Linked DNA regions of Mus musculus: region 2 is linked to region 1. A link is a contact called in public Hi-C data. All regions are on one chromosome and are shown on one strand. The core of a region is the stretch at or near the end of the contact, and the rest is flanking DNA. Distances in the headings are between cores, read along the strand shown. Region 1 overlaps Smoc2 (SPARC related modular calcium binding 2). Region 2 holds the start of 4930474M22Rik (RIKEN cDNA 4930474M22 gene).

The links. Hi-C and Micro-C count contacts between places; a contact is called where the count stands out from the background.
Region 2: a contact with region 1 is called in a Hi-C map of uterus, with 5 times the contacts expected there. The contact joins the promoter of 4930474M22Rik here to the enhancer-like site in region 1. A contact is called at or near these places in 1 of 15 datasets of contacts at CTCF or cohesin (the NIH/3T3 cell line), 2 of 484 Hi-C or Micro-C datasets (embryonic stem cells and uterus), 3 of 115 datasets of contacts at active chromatin or transcription factors (cardiomyocytes, embryonic fibroblasts and embryonic stem cells) and 3 of 9 other capture datasets (adipose tissue, liver and pancreatic islet).

Annotation. Positions count from the first base shown.
Region 1 is chr17:14,351,909-14,354,965 of GRCm38.p6, forward strand. The region is part of intron 7 of Smoc2 (SPARC related modular calcium binding 2); the gene reads left to right. Among named protein-coding and RNA genes, the nearest start is that of 4930474M22Rik, 46 kb to the right of the region's middle. Within about 2 kb of position 1,658, at least 10 of the 459 cell types and tissues checked have an H3K27ac peak or open chromatin away from gene starts, as enhancers often do. A contact at or near this core is called in uterus, where this site is marked.
Region 2 is chr17:14,397,415-14,400,471 of GRCm38.p6, forward strand. It overlaps 4930474M22Rik (RIKEN cDNA 4930474M22 gene), which reads right to left and starts at 1,528. Exons shown (of 3, transcript NR_027986.1): 1 at 1,325-1,528. Smoc2 (SPARC related modular calcium binding 2) reads left to right here. Exons shown (of 13, transcript NM_022315.2): 10 at 107-209; 11 at 1,957-2,231.

The DNA of each region.
Region 1 (3,057 bases), core at 408-2,907:
CAATATACATTCAATTAATGAGTAGATTCTAAATTTGCATTATTCATGGATATATATTGATTGATTGCAGAGTGTTTTAGATAGAAGGTTCTGTAAGGATCTTTTAATTATGTGTTTATTACCCCATGTACTCATTAAACATATATGAATCTAGTCTGCATCCTTTGCTGATGTATATAGTGCTTTCCCCACCTGAACCTGACCCTTTAAAAGCCAGTCTAGAACACTAAAGCAGAGGCTTAGTTTTTCTTTCTTGCATTGTCTGTTAACAGGGTCACAAAGTAAATGTTATTCATGAATCATGACTCCCCATTCGTATAGGGTTTGTCGTAGATTGAATGAGAATTGTCCTCATAAGCTCATATGCTTGAATGCTTTTCCCCAGTTGGTGGAACTGTTTGAAAAGGGCTAGGAGGTGTGGCCTTGTTGGAAAAGCTATGTCACTGGGAGTGGGCTTTGAAGTTTCAAGAGCCCATACTACTCCAGTTGTCTCTTTCCATGTTTCTTGGATGTTGTCTTAGTATGTAAGTTCTCATCAACTGCTCTGACACCATGCTTGCCTGTCTGCTGCCATGCTCCCCACCATGATAGTCATGACTCTACTTGCCTTCTGAAACTGTAAGCAATTCTCCATTTAAATACTTTCTTCTAAAAGTTGCCTTGGTCATGGCCTCTCTTCACCACAACAGAAAGTAACTTAAGACAGGGTTTTATGACCCATTCTAAATAAGAAGCATGCTCCGGAGTATAAGCCTGAGTCTTGTCAGTTTAATACATGGAGAGGTCCTGTCTGTGGGAGAATGAAGGTCAGTACAGGAGCATCTATTTGCACCTCTACAGCCATGTGCAATTTATCCAGATGATGCACTCTAGGAAAAAAAAAAGAACCATAGAGATGAGATGTTAGGCCAGTTGCCTATCTCTGGGAAGAGAGATCTTTCAGTGAGTGGTGACTTGAAGACTCTCCAGCAAGATTCTATTTAGACCATGTTCACGTGATGCGCTTCCCCTCCACAAAGCAAGCATCATCGTTTACCAAACAGCAAAAAACAAACAACAAACAAGAGCCAGGCTGCTGTGTACTCATTATTTCCAGAGGTCACAATCTTTGCCAGAACCAAGAACTGGATTCTCACTCCAACAAGGCTCAAAACTTCTCTCAACATCCATAGATGAGTGACTCCACACCAGGTAGGGCAGCAGTTGCTACCTTTTGTTTTCCCCGCCCCTACATGGACACTGAAATATTTCAGAGGTTACTGCCAGGTCAAATGGAAGCCATGTGGACCTCAGATCAGCCACCCAAGTGGCACTTACCAGGGTCAGCATGGAACCTGTGGAGCACAGCATCTAAAGTTACCGCCTCTGCTAGCCCTGAGAGGAGTGGGGTGGTGTGGCTCCCCTCTGTGTCTGAAGGATCTATTGATGCTCCTTAAGGAAGGCAGGCTCTGTTATATATAGTAACACAGGGCCCTCCATATCTGCTACCACCTGGAAGCTCTGAAAGGCTACAGCTATACCCTGTAGTAGAGGAGCGATGGTGAGCAGAGTATCCATGGTCACCAGCTACTACTTCAAGGGTGCGTTCTCAGGGCTGTGGTAATCTCTATTCTTCCCTCTTAGGTCATGTTGTTGTGGCTTTAGTTCTAGTCGCCTGCAGGCAGCCCCGCCTGGGTACTAGCCAGAGGCTGGCCCTCACTTGTACTTCTGAAGGGCTCCTGGATACAGCCCTTGCATCAGCAGTTGAACTTTCCTCCCACTTGCGGTATGGGATAGATGTTGGATGTCTCACTGACTTGTTTATTTTTAAATGCGGAGTGGGGGTGTTGAGTATCTGCTTTTTCTCTCTGTCCCTGGCTCTTCCAGCCGCTCCAGAGCCCAACACTGAGCCTCTGCAGACCTCCAGGAGAGAGTGCTTCCTGCACTCAGTCTCTGTGATGACCATGGAACATAGGCTGGCCAACCTTTTACTGTCTTTCTGGATTTTGCACAAGCTGGAGAAAACAGAGAGGCCTGGGTTGTGTCATCTTTGGACACCTCCCTCCCCTCCCCTCTCCCTGTCCCTCCTCAACGGTTAAGCATTTCTTTGGCTTATGTCCAAGAGGACACCCTTGATGGTCACCATGTCCTGTGGTTTTATGGGACCCCCGCAGTGGAAATATTTTCTCCCTTATTCGGGATTGATAACTTTTGCTTTATTGCATATATTAAAATTAATGCCAAAAGATAATTATCTTTTAATTCTGCTTTAAATCAAGTTAAATTACACTCCCTGGGGGAAAATAATATGAGTTACATTTCATTTTGTAACTTCTAGGTTTTTCCTTTTTTTTTTTTCTTTCAAAAGCAAACTTATAAAACCATCAAAATACCATTTAGACTCTTAAGTTGTAGAGCTTTGGTCATTTGAAGAGATCAAAATATACAAATTGCATAATTCCCATTAAGTGTAGCTGTAACCATGAGTGATTTTTAAAATGCTCATTATCCTACTTAAAAATGCACACGGTGGAGTTGATTTAATTTTCCTAACTATATGGGGGAGGGGGTATGTTAATTTCAGTCATGCCTAACTCTCAGATTTCAATGTTCAATCAAACTGTAAATGATCAGAGTATTCAAAGCTCTAGACTTGTGTTTTTTGTTTTTTTGTTTTTTTTTAAATAAGGCAATGAAATTGAGTGGAGCCTGGGCTAGGCTGCTTTGAAACACACCAATGCATCTCCAGGTAAAGAGGCACATTTAACCGTATTCTCTGAAGACAGACGAAATTCCGTTTGCCATCATCCAATCGCTGGTGCAGTAGGGGTTTCCTGTGCGAACAGAGCTCCAGAACAGAAAGGAGATGGCGTTGGTTGTGCGTCAAGCTAAGGACTCTGGTTACGCATGGTGTCGTTTCGTCCTTAAAGCAGCTCCACGAGCCGGGAGCTATTTGTTTCCACAGCAAGCACGTGTTTCCGAATCATACTTGGATGAGCAGCCCAACCTGGAATGTAGGTTTCTCCTGCTGTTTGGGGCAGAGGGGATGTGAGGATTTCCAAAGATGGCTGGGTATGG
Region 2 (3,057 bases), core at 278-2,777, 45 kb after region 1:
ACTAATTTCTGAATACTAAATCTTTTTTCCATTGTACAGAGACTTCTGTTATACCTTGTGAATTCCACTGACAGAGGAGGAAATGTGCATTTTTTTTTTTTTTTAGGTTGTCCTGGTGCCAAAAAGCACGAGTTTCTGACAAGTGTCCTGGATGCGCTCTCCACAGACATGGTTCATGCCGTCTCTGACCCCTCTTCCTCTTCTGGCAGGTATACTGTGTCTTGCTGCAGAGCAATATGCTGGCTTGAAGCCCAGAAGTTTGAAGGAATCTGGGAAGCTAAATTCTTCCTGGCCGGTGGCCATGTGAGATCAGGCAGTTCACTTGAATGTCTGAGAGAGAGAGAGAGAGAGAGAGAGAGAGAGAGAGAGAGAGAGAGAGAGACAGAGACAGAGACAGAGACAGACAGAGACAGAGACAGAGACAGAGAGAAGAGAGCGCCTTAGAGGAGGCGGACCATGGGGAACAGCCTCCCTCTTCATGATCAGCGGCTCCTGGGGCCCAGGGAGGCCTGAGAAGAGGAACACACTTGCTTTGGGTGGATCTATAGGTTGAAACTGAGTCTGAGACTTATCTACTGGGTTTTGACTTATCTACTTTGGAATTCTGCAACTCAAAAAAAGTTGGCTTTTTGGTTTTTGTTTGTTTGTTTGTTTGTTTACTTGTTTTTGAGACATGGCTTCTGTGTGTAGCCCTGGCTGTCCTGGAACTCACTCTGCAGACCAGGCTGGCCTTGAGCTCAGGGAGCCACTGCCTCTGCCTCCCGAGTGCTGGGACTTATTTATCGTTGATCCCTGCTATGCACATGTGAGGCTTATCTTCTTATCCAGGTTCAAGTGTACAGCTGGGGCCTTGATCCCACCAACAAGGCTCACCCTACAGATGCTCTCCTGTGTACACTGTAGACACAGTGAGACTTGGTTTTTTTTTTTTTTGTCATGGTAGGAATAACGGTGCCTGTGTGCCCACTTCCTCACAGTACAGGGTGATGGAGCTGTCCAGGTGGTACTTCAGTACTTAAACTCAGCTCTGGGTGTTCACAATCTCTCACTCTTATTTCTAAAAGAAACTTTATTTTAAAGTTTTTTTTTTTTGTTTTTCTAAAAACACTTGTTCCCATGCCGTCCTGACAGCGAGCTCCTGGCTGTCTCCTGTATGAAGCCTCCTTAGCATAAAGCCACCCTTCATCTTGTGCTTTCTTTGCTAAGGAAGGCATAAGGGGAGAAGGAACACTGAGGGGGAAGTGTCACATTTGCACAAGCTAAGGCAAAAGAAGTCAACTAAATTTCAACCTCCTGTCATGTACTATAGAAGTGACTGACTTGCCTTCTGAGTGTCTGACCCACAATAGTGCCTGCGAGCCCAGTCGCTGGGGGCTGTTGGCATCTGCTTGCTGTGTTTGCACTCTCACAGAGGAAAGTCCATCTAAACAGTGGAGTCCGCTGAGTCCAAAGTGATGGCATAGGTTCTTCACCTCAGGTGAGAGGTGGACGTCCTTCCGGCACAGTGTCAAGGTTTGACTCACAGCCTGACTTATCTGTATCTCAGAATGTACAGCTTTAAAAGAATTCCAAAGAAAACTGTCTAGTTATAACTGAAAAAAAATTTGATATCACCTCATCTATTTACGTGTCTCTTGCATACACAGTAGACAAATTATCACATTAAGGTAGAGAGCCTGGCACTTTAGATGCCTTTGGTGGATGCTGTTATTTCTTGACCTGAGCCCAGGTCTCAGGTCAGTGACCTTGAACTCAAGGCCTTGGGTGATTGAATAACCACAGTGCACACATTGCTGTGGTGTTCCTTGTTCTGAACACACAGGCTTATATTTGAAGGTGGCCGTATCAGGTAGTGCATCAGGGTAGGCACAGGTGTGAGGGTGGGGAAGGGGGGAGCCAGAGTCAGGGGGCACAGCAGCTTCCGCCTTCTGTCTGACATGCTTGCTCATCCTCTAGGCTGTCAGAGCCAGACCCCAGCCACACCCTGGAGGAGAGGGTTGTACATTGGTACTTCAAGCTGCTTGATAAGAACTCTAGTGGAGACATTGGCAAGAAGGAGATCAAACCCTTTAAGAGGTTCCTGCGAAAGAAATCCAAGCCCAAAAAGTGTGTGAAGAAGTTTGTGGAGTACTGCGACATGAACAATGACAAGTCCATCACCGTGCAGGAGCTCATGGGCTGCTTGGGTGTCACCAGAGAGGAGGGTAAAGCCAACACCAGGAAGCGCCACAGTAAGCCTTACTTACGTCACTACTCTGCACTTTAATCATGTTGGGGTTTTGTGTCGAAGGGGTTGCTTCCTGGATTTGACAGGATGCCTTACGGTCTGGTGTATAGGAGATACACGGTATGCCATTGGTTGTTGTCAACCACGTAGAAGTGACCACGGGTGGTCAGCATCTTGTCACCTGGCCAGGAGAGCAGCAAGTCTCAGGAACATAAGCTGAGTACAGCTCTAACCCCCAACCTGTTCCTGTTCTAATCACAATGGCTATCCGTTCAAACGTGACTTCCCTCCTGATTGTAGAACCATTGGCGGTAACTGGCCAGCACAGTTCATAGGCTCTACTGGAACATTCAGGCCAAGTCAAGGGCAGTGAAATAATCACCTCTAGGAGATCAGTTGTCCCAGTGGGCTTAGCTGGCTTAACACTTGGATTCTCTGTGGGGCTGGCCTAAGTCACCAGATGTAGCAGGAGTAGAGAGGGTTCCAGGATAGATAGATAGAGTCTGAGGTTCTCACATTTGATTCTATGATTTGGTGACTGGCTTCATCAACATGTTGGAGAGCATGTGTGGAACATGAGTGCAATTCTCCCTTTGTACCTCTGAGCCGTGTTGTTGTGGTCAGGACAGCATTAACGGTAATTGGCTGAAGGGACTTTAGATAGCGATCTTCAAAATAAAAAGCCATCTTCCCATAAATTAGCAAGAATCACTTCTCCAAGACAAAAATCTAGCCTGGACCCTAATTTGGTTATATAATGCTGAATGGTCACCATGGCATATACCGGGGGGGGGGGGGGGGCAGATACAAGGAGGGAGATATTTTGCCTT